2 separate regions of the Mus musculus genome follow, and region 1 is linked to region 2. Evidence: chromatin contacts called from public Hi-C data. All regions are on one chromosome and are shown on one strand. Each heading gives the region's core, a stretch centred on a gene start, on an enhancer-like site or on the middle of the called end of the contact. The rest is flanking DNA. Distances are from core to core; before and after follow the strand shown. Region 1 overlaps Arhgap24 (Rho GTPase activating protein 24). Region 2 overlaps Arhgap24 (Rho GTPase activating protein 24).

Evidence for each region. A called contact is a pair of places that touch in the nucleus more often than the background predicts.
Region 1: a Hi-C map of muscle stem cells shows a contact between it and region 2, with 4 times the contacts expected there. The contact joins two enhancer-like sites. A contact is called at or near these places in 21 of 484 Hi-C or Micro-C datasets (ECoMG-derived neutrophils, Sertoli cells, adipose-derived mesenchymal stem cells and 13 more) and 1 of 115 datasets of contacts at active chromatin or transcription factors (fibro-adipogenic progenitors).

What each region holds. Positions count from the first base shown.
Region 1 is chr5:102,690,602-102,695,412 of GRCm38.p6, forward strand. The region is part of intron 3 of Arhgap24 (Rho GTPase activating protein 24); the gene reads left to right. Among named protein-coding and RNA genes, the nearest start is that of Gm30396, 62 kb to the left of the region's middle. Within about 2 kb of position 2,075, at least 14 of the 459 cell types and tissues checked have an H3K27ac peak or open chromatin away from gene starts, as enhancers often do. A contact at or near this core is called in muscle stem cells, where this site is marked.
Region 2 is chr5:102,574,811-102,579,443 of GRCm38.p6, forward strand. The region is part of intron 2 of Arhgap24 (Rho GTPase activating protein 24); the gene reads left to right. Among named protein-coding and RNA genes, the nearest start is that of Gm30396, 54 kb to the right of the region's middle. Within about 2 kb of position 2,126, at least 43 of the 459 cell types and tissues checked have an H3K27ac peak or open chromatin away from gene starts, as enhancers often do. A contact at or near this core is called in muscle stem cells, where this site is marked.

The sequences.
Region 1 (4,811 bases), core at 825-3,324, 120 kb after region 2:
GAAAAAGGAGAGAGGCTTAAAAATGTAAGTGTTTATTTGGTACCTGTTAGCATGCTACCTGATATGGAAACCATGAGAAGTGAATAAAACATAGCCGCTGTTGCCATGAATATCTGAATAACGATCTAGCTGGCCACAGAACACCAGTGTAAGTATAAAACATGCTGGGCTGTTCTCTGAAGCAGCATCCTGAAGGAGTAGTTTAGAAGGATATTTCCCATCAATTCCACAGCTTATCCCAATGCCCAGCCAGCTTCAAGGCTTGATGCTCTGATACTGACTTTCCCAAATGCAGATCCTTCCCTTGGAGACTGAGAATCTTAGAAAATCAACAAACCAACAAATGGACACAATTACATGCAAAGGACACATTGGCTTGCAAGCAAAACCTAGGGCAGTTTTGTGGGCTTGTTTTGTCTTCCTATTGTCTTGGAGATTTTCCAGGGTGGTTGAAAGGGTGCAGCTGGAGCAGTGATATAAGTGCTGTTGGGTTTGCACTGTGTATATTGCTCAAGTGGTCAAATGAGGGGATTAGCAACCAGGTGCCCAGTTTGCAGGAATAGACAGGCTCACCTAGAACACCCACTTTGTCAAAGAATTTTCCCTTCGTGATTCAGATCCTAATCTGTGTAATGCAGCCCCACACTCCCTATCTTCTATGCTTCAGATTCAGCCATCCATCCTGTAGACCCACTAATCAGTTCCTGAGCCATCCAGACATCCTGTAGACCCACTAATCAGTTCCTGAGCCATCCAGCCATCCTTTAGGCCCACTAATCAGTTCCTGAGCCATCCATCCTCTAGACCCACTAATCAGTTCCTGAGCCATCCATCCTCTAGACCCACTAATCAGTTCCTGAGCCATCCAGCCATCCTCTAGGCCCACTAATCAGTTCCTGAGCCATCCATCCTGTAGACCCACTAATCAGTTCCTGAGCCATCCATCCTCTAGACCCACGAATCAGTTCCCAAGCCATCCACACATCCTATAGACTCACTAATCAGTTCATGTGTCATCCATCCTATAGACCTACTGATCAGTTCTGAGCCATCCAGCCATCCTGTAGATCTACTAATAAATTCCTGAGACATCCAGCCATCCTGTAGACCCACTAATCAGTTCTCAAACCATCCTGTAGATCCATTAATCAATTCCTGAACCATTCAATTTCAAGAGCTGCATTTTTTCTTGTGATATTTGTTTTGACTGTTTTTCTTCATCCCTTATAAAACTTTATTTTTAAAAACTATCCATCTTGTGCCCTAACTTCTATCTGAACTGTAGAGTAGGTAAGCTATTCTCTGTTAGGAAGTGACCTGGTTTGGGACAGCACTCAGGTTGTTGGTCTGTTTCTTTGAAAATACAGAAATGATAGTCTTCACAAACCTTGTTTCCATCTGATCAGATCAAGGTTGCGCATCTTTGCCAGTGGGTACAAATGGCCATGTCACAGCTGCGGCTTCCCCTCACTTAAATCCACCCTGCTCAGCATTAGAAACTGTCCTTCTGCTTTCAATGACATGCCTGAAGCAACAAGCAAATCCACCTCTGATGTAAGCATTTTAACTTTGCTAGGTCTCACCACGAGTTTGAGTTTCACTTTGATCTCAAATCATGACACTATTAAATTTTTTCCAAGGACAATGGATCTAATGCACATCTCCTAAGAGAAAAATAAAATGTCTGAGAGGCAGTCTCAGCAACTACTTTTTGTACCGGGACTGAGAAAAGCAAAGCATTGAGGACACATCAAACAAAAAAGAAAAACAGAACCCGCTATGTCATGACCTTACAGTAGCCCAGGATTGAGCCATACTCAAAGCTGGAGTTTAGTTTAAAACAGAATCATTTTTAGTGGTTTTTAAAAAATCATCAGAATACAACAGTCTATAGAAACAGTGCTTGAAGGAGTAGAGAGGATGTTTGTTAAAGGAATGGTGTTGTAATATGTTGTGAGGTACTCAAAGGTAGGAACAATAAACTAGGTATCCTTACTAAGATAACTGGACTCACCGAGATGCTCCATTTCTTTGGATGCCTGGGTTGTGAGAATGTGGAACACAGTACAGAATGCACGTCAACACTGCCCTCTACAGGTCTCAGAAGCAGTTACTTGCCTTAGCCTCTAAATGGCTGGATTTAAAGGCATGCTTGCATGAAAAGACTCAAACTGATGAGTGTTTTAGCTGTTAGGTACCCCGGGCCATCTCTATATCTCTGCACTAAGACAGCAGTTACACAAATCCTCGATGCTTCTAGGAACATATGATGTTGAGAGTTCTTAAAAGAATTTTATCTTGTGGTCCACTAGGAATGAAGACATGCTTTGCTGGAGTGACAGTGACAGAGAAGCTATGGGATATGTGAGGTCTGCCTGGATGCTCTAACATAGATAGCAGCAGTGTGGCTCTGATGTTTTCCTGTTATAGAGAAAATATAGTAAGATTGCTGGCCCCATAATAAAATCTAGAGAGTAGAAGGATATGCCATCCAGCCTAGAAGAGTAGCCAAATATTAGGGCTTCTTAGATGGAAGATGGGTGTTTTTATAAATTGTGGGTGTCTGTGACAAGCAATAAGAAATGAAGGATCATATAATTTAAGGTAGGAAAACTTCAAAAATGACTGGCTTGAAAAGAAAAGTTTCTGGAGAAAGAAACTTGTTTGACCTCACAAGTGTGAGAGAAAAAGGCCAAAGCCTCCCAGTGCACACAGCAAAACCTAAATGGGGTCAAGGTCAGAACTGCACAATGGTGTGGAACTTGTTGGTACTCAAACTTGCTTAATCATGAAGAGGAAAGAGCAGCTGTGTAAACACTGTGTTAGTGTTTGCTGGTATTTGGCCGTAATCTGAGGAGCAAGGCCTCAGATGTATGTTGTTTGTGTGAACACGTGGGCTATGGAGAAACAGAGATGTCAACTCCTACCTACATTAGGATACTGGATATAAGTGGTACTGAGGAGAGTAGGGGGAGATGGCTCAGTCCCTAATGTGATTGTCACACAACCGTGTGGACCTGAGTTTGGATCCCACTACCTATGCTTAAAAAGCCAGGTGTGGAGGCACAGGACATGAACTCCAGTGTGGAAGGAGGGCTGTGTGGGTAGATGGGGGTAGGTAGAGGTAAGAGGGTTATGGGACTCAGGAGCTCATTGCCTACCCAGTCTAGGCAATCAGTGATCTCCAGGTTCAGTGATACACTCTGTCTCAAAAGTTAAGCTGAGGAAGACATACTGTTGATCTCTGACCTCCCTCTATGTACCTCTATGTGTGTCCACCATCAAGGACACTTATATACACTTACATTCACCACACACAATGCACACAGAGTAGTAGACTGTATTAGAGAGGCAGTTACAGAAGGAGGAAGTCCTTCTGAAGTGCTCAGTGAAGTTACCACCAAGTCTCAGGAGAAGACAGCCACTCGCCAACAGCTCCCTGGTGGTAGGAGATGTCTTGGTTTCTTTCCTCTATGTAGTCACCTGACTGTCTTAGTCAACAGGGTGTGGTATGGTAACCGACAGCACTGCAGACATCATAGCCCTCTGACCACAGACAGATACTGAAGATCTCTTAGTAGTAGCCAACGCTTCTTGAATGAGGAATGACACATAAATGAAATGCCATTCCTATAGCCAAACAGATGTAGCATCAGTTAAGAATCAAATAGTAAGAAAAAAAGATTTAATGTGCGGCTTCAGATTATGTTCTAAATGTGGATTTTGAGGAGGTTTCTTTAATTCTTGTTCTGTGGACAACTTCAGTTCAAGTTGGCATTAAAAATGTTAGTCATTGCTTGGAACTCAACAAAGTTTGTGTATGCCCAGTGTCATATGTGCCATAAATTTATGTCCTTCTGTGAGCCGCATTTACTTACTTCTAAGGGAAAATCAAGGGTTTGCAGGCTGGAAGCCATCTGTCCACTGCACATCTGTGAGCTGTAACTAAGGGCTCAGGAGATGGATCTGTGGGTGGATAAACTGCTTGCTGCACAAATGTGAAGACAGGAGCTCAGATTCCCAGAACCCAAGGAAACTGGATGTCATCGCACATGTCTGTAATCCCACTGCCTCTTCAGTGAGATGGAAGGCAGGGACAGGAGAATCCTATCCCGGGAAGCTCACAGGCTTCATGTATGCCACAGTAAACAAGACCATAGAAAGGAAGGTAAGGATTTATAACAGAGGCTACCCTCTAACTTCTACACGTGTGCCATAGAATGCCCATATACCCCCCACATGAACATATCCATTCTATAAGCACATCTCATGTGTATGTGTAATAAAATGGTAAAAATGCTTTAAAGGAAAATTACTACTAATGGTGGTGGCAGTCATGGAATAGAGATACTAAATGTTCTAGGTACTTTTCTGTCAATGTTATCAAATATGGTGACAAAAAGCACCTTGGGGGAGAAGGACTTTGTTTTAGTTTATAGCTCCACATGTATGGAGTCCATCATGGTTTGGGAGACATAGCAACAGGCAAGAAAAGCATAGTGACAGGCACAGGGAACTGGGTGATTGCAATTCATCCACATACAGGAAGGAGCAAGGGCAGGAATAGAAAGAGGGGGGCATATGGATGGATGGGCGGAGGGAAGGAGGAAAGGAGAGGGAGGAAGGGAGGGAAGGAGATGAGGGACTAGGCCCAAAACATTTAAAGTAAGTCTTTGACATACTTCCCCCAACAAAGACCCACCTCATAAAATACCAGAACCTTCCAAATCAGCACCGCTAACTGGGAGCAAGTATTCAAACACACGAGCCTGTGGAGGACATCTCTCATTCAAACCATCACAGTAAAGAGT
Region 2 (4,633 bases), core at 876-3,375:
TAAATGAGCTTTGCTAGATGTTACTTATTTGCAGTGATAAAGATTTAAGAATGTACAGAGGTGGTTGGGCACCCAGGGAATCTCTCTGTGTGGGGACCATTCCCCTCGGGACACCTCTCTGCTGCATCTCTCTGTGTGGGGACCGTTCCCCTTAGGACACCTATCTGCTGCATCTCTCTGTGTGGGGACCGTTCCCCTTGGGACACCTCTCTGCTGCATCTCTCTGTGTGGGGACCATTCCCCTCGGGACACCTATCTGCTGCATCTCTCTGTGTGGGGACCGTTCCCCTTGGGACACCTATCTGCTGCTGATTGTTGGAGCTTACATGGGATTTAATAGCTCTCCCATATATTAACCTCCTTTGATATCAATTTAGACATGTCTTTTGTTGTGTTTCTTCAGGGCATCCTTATAAAGATCATTTAAGGAACAAATATCTCTTGTTAACAATATTATGTTTCTGAAGAAGAAAAAAGAAAGTAGTGGGGAAAAATGTAAGATCATCAGAATGTTGCTGATCTCATTTTCAGATGATGGTAAGCCACAGATGCTGGAAAACTCAGTGTAGGCAAAGGGTAGAGATGGTCTGCTCACTCAGTCACTCTTTCTTTAATCTTCGTATCCATCTGGTGGTGCTGACATTTGTGAGATTAGCAGCTCATTGCTGTGCAAGTGCTAATAGCGCTGAGAGTTCAGCATCTGAGACAGACAGAAGCACTTGAGACAGACACACAGAATGCCAAGTACTACTAGGGAGAGTGCGTTCTGAGGCTAAGAGGGCTCCTTTTTAGTCCTTCCTTTTATTGAAAATTGATTTTGTTCTCATACGATTTATCCTGCTTACAGTTTCCCTCTACTCCTCCCAGTTCCTCCCCACCTCACCTCCACTCTGGATCCACTCCCTTTTTCTTTCTTATTAGAAAAGAGCAGGCTTCTAAGAGAGAACAGGAAAACAGGACAAAATAAAATATAGTAAGATTTAAAAAAAAAAAAGCCACCACATTGAGGCTGGACAAGACAACTCAACAGAAGGAAAAGAGCCTTAAGAGCAAGCACAAGAATCAGAGACCCACTCGTTCACACATTCAGGAGTCTCATAAAAATACTAAGCTGAAATCTTTAATGTGTACACAGAAGACCTGGTGGCGAGTTGAGTAGACCCTGTACTTGACACTTCAGCCTCTGTAAGTTCATATAAGCCTTGCTCGGTTGACTCAGAGGGCCTTGTTCAAGAGAAGAACTCCTGAGACACAGATGTGACTTAAATCGGAAGATAGGCTGTGTTCACTGAGGAGATGGTATTTGTATAGAGATGTTAGCAAATGCTGTAAATCTGAGGAGACATGGCAGGGGCAGGAAGCTGTTGGCATTGAACTGTTCACAAAGAAGAGACAGTGTAGAACATCTCAGATGCAAGGTGTTAGTAAAAGCAGACTGGGATCACGGGGGCAGGGACAGAGCAGTGTGAGCTAGTTTTGGAAAAACTTGTACAGATACCCCATGTAAAATAAAGTTGCTCATTATTTTGATATCGATAGGAAGCTGTCATGACACAGATATCAGTTTGACAGTTTGAAATTTTTTCACTGTTTGAGAAAGAAGAAGGGCCTCCAGTGTAGTTGTGAGATGATTTGGGAAGGTTATACAGGTATCAAGTAGTGGTGCTAGGCTAAACCACATAGGTGCTAGCTTAGATGCAATGAAGACGCCTGAATCTGTGTCCAAGCAAAGAAAAGAGGTCACACTACACAGGGATGGGTTCATTTCAGGACTGAAAGAGAGAGGCGTGGGAACCTGCTGGCTCAGCATCCTGTATTCTTGGAGGTAGAATATCATAGAAAAGCCAGTTATTTCGCTTTTCAAGGCCAGATGACTAGAACACTGGAGAAAGATGGAGTAGGCTCCCTGAGTCTATGAAGTATTCAGACAAGGTTTCCATCATTGATGTTGAGTTTGCATGAGGTCAACAGCAGAGTACATTGGGCACACAAGGATGCTTGCTCGTGTTGACCGCTGTGAGTCAGTAACTCTCATGACTATTGTGACCCGTAGAACAAGACACTGCTCTAGACTCCAACAGCTGATGATGTCATGACTGGATTGGAACTTGGGGTTTCCTGTTTTCCAGTAACCAACACAGATGACTCATTAGGTCTGAATGAGATGCTTAGGAATGGGGTGCAAACAGTGACTCCTCACAGCTGGCTGAGGTGGGAGGCAGCTCCCCAGCCTGCTCTATATCTTCCCTGTCATATTCATCCTTAGCAGACAAGCACTGAGGAAGAAAAAACCCATGTTTATGATGTTGGAAAAGATATGTATATGAGACAACTCATTAAAGAATTACCCGTGGTCAGTAAATATGTGAAAGATTCTTTTATGATAAATAAACTTGACATGGCTGATGGTAGCCATCATAGCCAGAAATAGAGGACTCATGAGTCAAGTTCTATTTGTATATTGGAACACTAAGAAACCACGGAAATGTTCTTGTATATGAATAGCTAATAAGAAATGTATTTTTAGTTAAAAAAAAAGCTGCGTATATTCCCTGACACTCGATTTTAATTATATTTAGATATTGGATGTATGTCTATGTGTGAAGAAGTGAGGCTGAAAATATATCCCAAAGTGTTAAGAGATTACTTCATCAGACGATAGTTGATTTTGATTCATTCCTTTTTATGTTTCACTTTTTTCATGTGCTCTGTAATAAACACATATTATTTTGTCAAAATAAAGTGATTGACATGATAAGTGATTTCCTCGTGAAAATGTATACTTTAATTCTACCACTTGGCATAAGTCAGGCAGTGCATTGCCCTTATCTAATACAGTGTTTAAGTAAGAATGTCTCAGGAGGCCCCAGGTTCTGTCTTCCCACCTCCAGAGCTAGTTCCCACTCTACGAGTGCCTTTTCTTCACCAACTGCCTCTGTTTCCATCACATACAACACCACAAGGATAGTGTTTGAGAACACTTCTTGTTTTTAAAGCCGAGGATTACAGCACACACACTAAAATCCCATCTAACACACACACACACACACACACACACACACACACACACACACACACACACATATATATACTGTGTGGTGGAGAACAGCATAGTCAGCCGAGCTGACAGCTGTGTTTATCTGAGTAATGAGATTACATTTGGGGCATTTCAGTTCCCTTCTCTGGGATTTTCTGTGTTTTTCTAAATTTCTACAAGAGCCACTCACCAAGTTCAGCACAACAGGAAAAATACACATTATTTCACAAAGGTCAGAGGGGTAGAGAGAGCTGGAAGAGGAGAATGAATCCGAGTGTTTACGGACCTGGGATCTCTGTGGAATCCGTCAAGCATTCATCTTTGTTATTTACAGCAGCTGGCCTTTCCTAAGTCTCCTTGGGAACTCCCTCCTCTTGCTGCAGTACTTTCAGACACATGGAAAAATCAAAACTTCCAGGAGGTTGAATGCGAGCTCAGGTACTAAGGGCAGGTGCAAGAGCATTCCTCAAGTATTAGCTGTGGGCGAGCATCTTAGGAAACAGTTCACACTCTCTGGCCATATGGCCTCACAGAGGCTGTTAGGATATCTCTGGCCATCTCTGTTAAGGTCTACGAGAAGGAGAGTAAGATGAAATTTTCCAAGCTTGAGTCTGGAATCTATCACCAATGAGCTTGGAAACTTGAGCAAGTCTGAGTCTTTATATTTAGTGATCCACTCATTCGTCGTTCGGCAAACTAACCCGGAGAACAAGATACTGTGCAGTCTTTGTCACTAGCCTCAAGTACAGCCCAGTGAGTAAACAAGTTACTCTCATGGAGGCAGAACAAGGCTGTGCTATGTGTGTGAGCATGTAATGCCAGAGAGGAGGGAGAGGAGTGGGGGAAAGACAGACTGATGTACAGGAGGGCACGGGGCAGACAAAGGCTGGCTTATTAATTGCCAGACATTCTCCGACACACGACAGGAAGCACCTGAAGACTGAGAGGCAGCCTAGTCACCATGCTGCTTCCGTCACCACTGTTAGAAGCACACCAAGGGGCTTTGCACCGGTGGAGGGGTGCCTATAGTTTTGTGGAAAGTTTGCCTTTGTGAAAAAAGGACTGATATTCCTTTTGTCTATTGTAGGGCATTCTCCTCCTGGGTGTAAACATTCCCTGTAGTGTGTGGTGTTTCCACACCCAAGCCCCTTCATGTCCCTTTGCTCAGGTGATTCTACATGAAATTGTAATTTAGTAAAAACAAAAGACATGATCAAGAACCGGGCATGGTGGCACATGCCTTTAATCCCAGCACTCAGGAGGCAGAGGCAGGCGGATTTCTGAGTTCGAGGCCAGCCTGGTCTACAAAGTGAGTTCCAGGACAGTCAGAGCTATACAGAGAAACCCTGTCTCGAAAAACAAACAAACAAACAAACAAACAAACACAACAAAAAGGACATGGTCAAGTAGTTTACTGGTGCCAGCTCACAAAATGTCACACACTGATCATTTCTGTATATCTCTCCAATATCACTAATAAACTCAGCCAGTGCTCTTGTCTTCTAGATATCTCTCTGTGGATATGTCAATACTAACCTGTGTAACAGCCATCTTGGGATGAATTGTAAACCACAAAAAAGGACACTGAAATCTTAA